Regions from separate parts of the Danio rerio genome. Here region 1 is linked to region 2. Evidence: chromatin contacts called from public Hi-C data. All regions are on one chromosome and are shown on one strand. The core of a region is the stretch at or near the end of the contact, and the rest is flanking DNA. Distances in the headings are between cores, read along the strand shown. Region 1 holds the start of dpcd (deleted in primary ciliary dyskinesia homolog (mouse)). Region 2 overlaps LOC141385860.

Region 1 (4,046 bases), core at 1,275-3,774, 110 kb after region 2:
CTTTAATAAACGTTGTTGAAAGCAAAACTGCTAATAATAAAGTGCAGTTTCTGAAATATCGAAACAATTTGCATTTTTTATCACTGTTTTTGTACAATTGTTGACCTCAAACACGTAAAACAAATGTAATTTCAAATGTAATTCAAGCACTTTCAAGGACCCATGTTTGTTTTAAGTACTTTCCAGTCCTTGAATCCAAAAGTCTGCAATTCTGGTGTTTTTAAGAAATGTGGGAAACCTGAGAAGTTTTGTTAGTTAAAATTGTAAATGATTACTGTTTTTTTTTCTTAACTCTGAGATTACTAACTATATTTAAGTTTAGTAAATAGCAAAATACAATACTACATAATAAAAAAGTCAAATAATTAAGCCACTTTTTTAGTACTTGTAATTTGGTTTCTTGTTTAGTTTGCTTTTAATAAATAAATATATAATACACACATATCGTTTCTGGTTTTCTTTGTATTCACACTGGCCTTTCAATTTTTCTTTATTTTTTTAGGACTTATGTTTAATTTGCAACAATTCTTAACTGAAACATCCAAAAAAAGTTGTGCGCTAAATGTGCTTGTTGTTTAAATGTATATTTATTATTGTCATAACTCATGTAAGTCTATAAGACTTAGAATTGGGACAAAACAACAGGTTGTTTACAGTAAAATTTTAAAGGACATTTTTTTACAATAACTTTTCCGGGTTTTCCTCACAGTGTGTATCACCTTTAGAAGATTATTTTGACATTTGACGGTTGAATCTGACAGCAGCATCACATCCCAAAACAATTAAATCTGTGACCACTGAGTGGATGAAGTGTCCAACATTCCAATCTTTGCTTTTATCTGTTAAATACTTGTGACATTCTGTCCTGTTTATGTTCACATCATATGCTAATTTTGTTGTGTTGGGATTTCTTTGGTTTGTTTAGAAGTGATCTGAGAAATATATTTGATATTTTCACCAGTCCTGGTTAATTCATTTCAAGGTTTGTATGGCACAATGCACACTTATTGAAAAAAATTTGCCATATTTACTTTAACTGAACCAAATGTGTCAAGTGTGAATAAATCCTAAATAGGGATGTAACAATCCACTTACCTCATAATTCACATTAATTAAATGATTCTTTGACTGTTTTTTTTTTTTTTTTTTTTTTTACGATAAAGGTTGAGACAATTTAGAAATGAACAAGTGTTTCTGTAAAATGAAAATTATGAAATGACTTCAGTAATAATATGCTCTATGGTGATTAAAAATATAAATGATCATTTAAAACCTCTTATTAATATTAACTTACTTTTTGTTCGAGGTCCGAATGACACAACATCTTTCCATTGGCTCAGCTGTCACACTGTAGACTTCTAAAGGGTAAGAAATGTTACGGATCCTCCACTGGAAACTTGTCTTTGTGTCCCGGCGCATAAATAGTGGCTGTGGGCATAAAAACAAGATAATTAGGTTGTCTTGCAATAAACATTGTTATTATTTTTTGTAAGTCATCATCAATTAAGTATTAAAATAACTAAAAATGAGCGCTCACATTTGAACTGTTCTCTTTTATTAAATCAGATGTAGCCCCAGTTGGGTTTGTTTCACCAACTTCCAAAGTCCACTGCCCCTGTCCTCCAAAGGTGGTTTTATGTCGCCACTTTCGCACTAACAAAAGATTAAATGATGACAGAAGAATATTCAAATGAATTCTTTTTTTATTTGCTCGGATGAAGCCAAGACAGAAAACACTTACTGACAAGCTCATCTGTTTTTAGGTCATACTCCTCAGCCATCTCATTGCCATCCTCAAACTGATAATGAACTTTCCTTTTCCCTAGAAAGAGAAAGACACATGAAAAGACACATCTTACACTTTACCATACATCTCACAATGTTAAAGACTTAAAATAATATACGCAAAGCTTGAGATATTCCTCTTGGTAAAATTACCATGGTTTTACTATAAAGTAAACAGCAACAACAAAAACACGTAAACAACGCTACATAAACCATAGCTAACACGTGGTATTTTTACAGTAGTTATTATACACCATACAATCACAATACAGCAAAGCTATAATAAATCCCTGGTCTATTGTTTTCGTATGCAAGTTTTCTTGTGCTGCTAACGTTAGTCGGTAGCAAAATTAAAAGATTTATAAAAACTCGTATAATACTATTAAAAGCATACCGGCTCAAATACACACATAGAAGAAAAAATATCCTAAAGTAAAATAAAAGACAACTTCCTACCATCGGATATTAAAGCAGTTTTCTTGGCTTTTTCAAGAGCATCAGCCCACTGTTGAACAGCCATGCTTCCTGCTGATTCATTTCCTCAAACAAACCCGCGCCTGCGGTTGCCTTGACAACCTCTATTTCAAACAAGCTCTTTTATCTTTTTTATACATTTAACAGAATTGTATACACGATTAATCGATTTGAAGTATTACATGTTGCAAAAAGTGAAAAAGTGCTGCATTTTTTTCATGTTTAATAAAAGAAGCCAACTCTACGACCCGGAAGTAGATCCGTTTAAAAACATTAGTGTCGTGTGTTGTTCTCGGAGAGAGGATTTGAAAGGGGTACTGATGGCATGTTTTCAGCTGTATATGTTTATAGACTGTTTATTTTTATATTATGTTGCCTACTGATCGCAGTCATTTTCTCATCAGCTCCAGATCATCTCCCTGTTCGGAATGGAGGGTCATGGCCATGGAATTCTAAAGGCTTTCCCTAAAGTTAAGAGAGCCAGGCCTAATGACCAGAAGGACGCGCCTCCTTCCAAGAGGACTCCTGCTGAATCAATAACACTAACAGGTTCATCATTCTGTTTTTACACTTGAGTTAGGAAACTAAAGAATAAATCTCCCTGCTTTGCTGCATGGTAATATCTTTTTATATATGTCTAATTTTAACAGACATAACATATTAATTTGTTTAATATTGTAAGTAACCAGTTCTTATTGTGACTAGATAGATAGATAGATAGATAGATAGATAGATAGATAGATAGATAGATAGATAGATATCAAATACATTAGCAAATAGTTCACGACTAGGCCTAAATAAAGAGTTATAAATCATTAGTTAATAAAAAATTGCGGAATATACAAAAGGGCAGAGCTGTGGTTCCCCAGGATGTTTTACTACAATTATGGAGCATTATGTGTACATTTTGTCACCGCTTTAATTAAAGTCTCTAATTAGTTACAGTAATACATATATTAGGTGGTTTATTTTGCTGTGGCGATCCTAGACCTGTCTCGATATCTGTATTTTTTGCTAATTTATAGTACCAAAATTTAGTACGAGAAACAGCATTATTGTCATTTTAAGAGCATTTTTGCCACTCATTATATAATCATAGAATGGCAATATAATAGCATCCTGATGCAAGTACATACTATATTTTACTTTTAATAATATTTAACACAATTATAGTAATTTTAATAATTAGGGATTGGAAGCTGAATGTGAAAACATTTGTATATCCTAATATATACAAATAAATAAATAATAATTATAATAATTAATAATAATAATAATAATAATAATAATAATAATAAAGAGTGCAAGGTAACAAGAACTAGAAACGTTTTAGACTAAATTCAATATGACTTTAGAGGAAATACTATTGTGTTTTTTTACTGACACCTTCAATAAAGATTGGAAGAGATGACCCAGACTGCACAGTCATCTAAAATGTTGCTGGCATTAGTTTTTTATGTATGGCAGATGTATGTGATAGGGGTCATGTTCAGGTCTTCCTGTGATAATTCGATATATTGATTATTGGGACAGACCTAGGTGACCGCTGATAAGGGACTAAGCTGAAAGAAAATGAATGAATAAAACATATACTATTAAGTAGTTCTTGTGTATGAGACAAATGGTCATACCAGGGATGGGCAAACTCGGTCCTGGAGGGCCGGTGTCCTGCACAGTTTAGCTCCAACACTAATCAAACACACCTGAACAAGCTGATCAGTGTCTTCAAGATCACTAGAAATCTACAAGCAGGTGTGTTTGAGGTTTGAGTAGAGTTGGAGCTAAAC
Region 2 (3,921 bases), core at 1,191-3,690:
ATGGTCTTTGACAGGTTTGCCCATAAGGTGATATTGCTTATAGATGAATGATGATTATTTTTGCAGTGCCGCCTGCAAGATTAGAGATTGAAGTTCAGCTTAGGCTTGCACCCTAGTCCTTTACTCACTGAAATTCCTCAATATTCCTTGAATCTTTTAATTGTTATACACTGTTGAAGAAGAAAATTCAATCTCTTCCTCTCTACCTTTGAGGAACATTGTTTTTTAAACATTTCAATCGTTTTCTCCCATATTTGTTGACAAACTAGTGATCCTCAGCCCATTTTGCTCCTAAAAAGCTTTACCTTTCTTGGAGGCTGCTTTTGTACCCAATCATAATGACAATCACCTGTTGACATCACCTGTTTCAAATCACATCATTATTTAACCAATTTACCTGATTACAAGCCCTAAATTGCTCGTCACAACTTTTTATTGGAATGTTCTGCAAGGATGTATATTTACAAATGAAGTTGCCTAGACAAAAAAAATGAAATGTCTTGTGTTCATATTGTCTGCCATGAAAAACAAGTCAAAGTAAATTTGGAAATTGCTATTTTATACTATTAATGCTATTTTATTAGCATTTTCCATATACCGATTTTTTATGATTTGCGATTATATTTTATATATATATATATATATATATATATATATATATATATATATATATATATATATATATATATATATATATATATATATATTGTAATACATTTTATGAAAAATAAAATAATGAACGATGATATACTCAATGATAATATACCTCCAGACTATAAAAATAGACCATACCACCCCAGTTTATAGGCTGTGAAACATTATATCAATAAATCATGACAACATACTGTATGTTTTATGTTAATTATAGTTTAATCATGTTTTTAACTTAATTGTTTGAGTTACACAAGCTATTTAAAGTTAGTTTAATGTAATTTAAGTTAAATTACTCAAATAGTTAATTTAATTTAACTTACAAGTTTAAGGCAATCAGTAAATTTTTAACTGTATGAAGGATCTGGTGAAGTTTGCCTTATAATAATACTCCAGTAGTAAAGTATGTTTATATAAGAGCTGACTGTATATCATAGGCTACAATATATGTTTTTTTTTCTTTCTTTTGTGGGGAGGAATGGTGGATATTTAATGTACTCATGGTTTGCACTAAAACGCTCAGTAAATACTCTTGGAAAAAATTGCATGTTTATGTTATATAAAAGTAAAGAAGTGATTTACATTACTTAGAAGGGTTCTTAATTATATGTTTTTTATTAATTATGCAGGTATTTAATTTACATAATTTTATGGCAACAGATTTAATAATGTAAAGTAAATTATATGTAAAAAATAATAATAGGCGTCACGCTGGCGCAGTGGGTAGCAAAATCATCTCACAGCAAGAAGATTGCTGGTTCGAGCCTTAGCGGGTCAGTTGGCATTTCTATGTGGAGCTTGCATGTTCTCCCCGTGTTTCCTCCGGGTGCTCCGGTTTCCCCCACAATCCAAAGACATACGATACAGATGAATTGGGTAAGCTAAATTGTCCTTAGTGTATTTGTGTGAATGAGTGTGTATGGATGTTTTCCAGTGATGGGTTGCAGCTGGAAGAACATCTGCTGCTTAAAACACATGCTGGATAAACTGGCGGTTCATTCTGCTGTGGTGACCCCAGATTAATAAAGGGATTAAGCCGAAAAGAAAATGAATGAAAAATAAAAAATGATATTTATTATTGTTATTGTTGTTGTTGTTGTTGTTGTTGTTGTTGTTATTATTATTATCATTATTATATGAAATCATAAATAAATAATAGCAAATAATATATTAATATTAATAGATAATATATTTTTACACAAGTATTTATTAATAATAATGATAATAATAAATATTATTATTACTATTGTATTTAATAACAAACAAATAAATATAAATAAACCTTAGATTATTATTATATATTTTATTGTGATCATTTGTAAATTCACCACATTTTTAAGAAAGTTTACTCTTTTTTGCACTTCTTTATTTGCATTTTACTCATTTTAAGCAATGAGGTTCTTTCTATGCAACTAAACTACAGGTTTTCAAATGCTGTTAAATAGTGAACCAACCATTCAAGACCAATCAATCAAATACTGTTATACAATTAATAATAATAATCAAAAGCAATCACAGTCTGTCAACAGGCCCACTCACTAAGTTGCATCCTCCTACTTACCTTGCATACTCCTGCTTTCTGACTCTGCTCTTAACTATAGTAATAGAGCCGTCAACTTCTCCTCCTCTCCACTCCAAACCTCATGCTTTCCCACCCAAATAAGACAGTGATGAATCCAAGGCCTTTTTGTTGCCTTGTTTTTATGAACTAGGCCTAAATACCCAGTGACTCCATTCTCCCCTTATACAGCCTTTTTCTGCCTGCCTCCTCCATTGTCCTTTAAAGAGAGCAGAGCCACAAAGAGAAGCTACACATTAACGCAGTGCCTCGTCCAGGCTATTGAGCGGAGCAGAGCACAGCTGTCTCAAACTACGCTTATATAAGGTTGAAGGGTGGCAGGGGCTTCACTTACAGCGAGCGGCCCCCTCTGGAGCACAGAGTCAAGAGGGTTTGGGAGAAATGGAGAAAGGTGGCGGAAAGGCTCAGTATTCGGGGTGATGGAGAGGGTGCTTTGTCACACGTGACAGACAGACAGCTGCAGTGGCCCCTCCACGTGCACTTCTGTCTTTGTGGCGATGCTGGCGCTTGTGTTTAAGCAGAGTTCAAAGGGCTTTAGGATGGTTTTAGGTTGTGGTGTGTGTGGTGGATGTTGGGTAATTAAAAAACGTTGGTGGTTTTTTAGTAGCTAAAACACCCATTTAGAGGGTGATCACAATAATGCTTATAGCAATGTCTTTCTTTCTTTCTTTCTTTACTCCTTTTATTCAAATATTTTCATTAAAAATGTTGTTTCTAAAAGTCACCTACATTTTTTCTATGTATGTATTACCCAAGTGTACTTGACTGATGAAAAACAATATCATTTCAGTTTTTATTGTTGTTGTTGTTATTTATGGAAAAAAAAAAGATAGAGGATAGACACTGGTTGTGTGATCATGTTTGTCAATTGTGACAAATAAAAGTGCTTTAAATTGCTGTTTCACATTTCGATATTAGATTAAAATGATATAAAATTATAGAAATTTATATAAAAATCTTGTTATGAAACAAATTAGAATAATCAAATAAAGTGTGATTAATGTAACTATTTTTACTTAGAATAACGGTTGATTCCAAATGTCAGAATTTGGCAGACTCATTATACTTTCCCTTACTGGGAATGTACTGTGTGTACACTGTAAAAATGTCAAATGTCAAAATGTCACCGGCCACTTTATTAGGTACACCTGTACAACTGCTTGTTAACAAATTTCTAATCAGCCAATCTCCTGGCAAAAACTCAATAAATTTAGGCATGTAGACATGGTCAAGATGATCTGCTGCAGTTCAAACTGAGCATCAGAATGTGCAAGAAATATGATTTAGGTGACTTTGAATATGGCATGGTTGCTGGTGCCAGACAGGCTGGTCTGAGTATTTCAGAAACTGCTGATCTACTGGGATTTTCATGCACAACCAACTCTAGGGTTTACAGAAAATGGTCAGAAAAAGAGGAAATATCTTGTGAGCTGCAGTTCTGTGGGTGCAAATGCCTTGCTGATGCCAGAGTTCAGAGGAGAATGGCTAGACTGGTTCCAGCTGATAGAAAGGCAACAGCAGCTCAAATAACCACTCGTTACAGCCGAGGTATGCAGAAGAGCATCTTTGAACACACAACATGTCGAACCTTGGGGCAAATGAGCAGCAGCAGAAGACCATTCTGGGTGCCACTCCTGTCAGCTAAGAACAAGAAAGCGAGCCTACAATTCGCACAGGCTCATTAAATTTGG

The links. A called contact is a pair of places that touch in the nucleus more often than the background predicts.
Region 1: a Hi-C map of embryo shows a contact between it and region 2, with 1.7 times the contacts expected there. The contact joins the promoter of dpcd here to the enhancer-like site in region 2. A contact is called at or near these places in 2 of 18 Hi-C or Micro-C datasets (embryo and an unstated tissue).

Annotation. Positions count from the first base shown.
Region 1 is chr1:35,230,862-35,234,907 of GRCz12tu, forward strand. It overlaps dpcd (deleted in primary ciliary dyskinesia homolog (mouse)), which reads right to left and starts at 2,525. Exons shown (of 6, transcript NM_001045377.1): 1 at 2,242-2,525; 2 at 1,742-1,822; 3 at 1,538-1,653; 4 at 1,295-1,428. The coding sequence starts at 2,305. It overlaps poll (polymerase (DNA directed), lambda), which reads left to right and starts at 2,551. Exons shown (of 9, transcript NM_213243.1): 1 at 2,551-2,573; 2 at 2,664-2,808. The coding sequence starts at 2,688. The region is part of intron 1 of LOC141385860; the gene reads right to left.
Region 2 is chr1:35,121,136-35,125,056 of GRCz12tu, forward strand. The region is part of intron 1 of LOC141385860; the gene reads right to left. Among named protein-coding and RNA genes, the nearest start is that of lbx1b, 14 kb to the left of the region's middle. Within about 2 kb of position 2,441, at least 5 of the 62 cell types and tissues checked have an H3K27ac peak or open chromatin away from gene starts, as enhancers often do.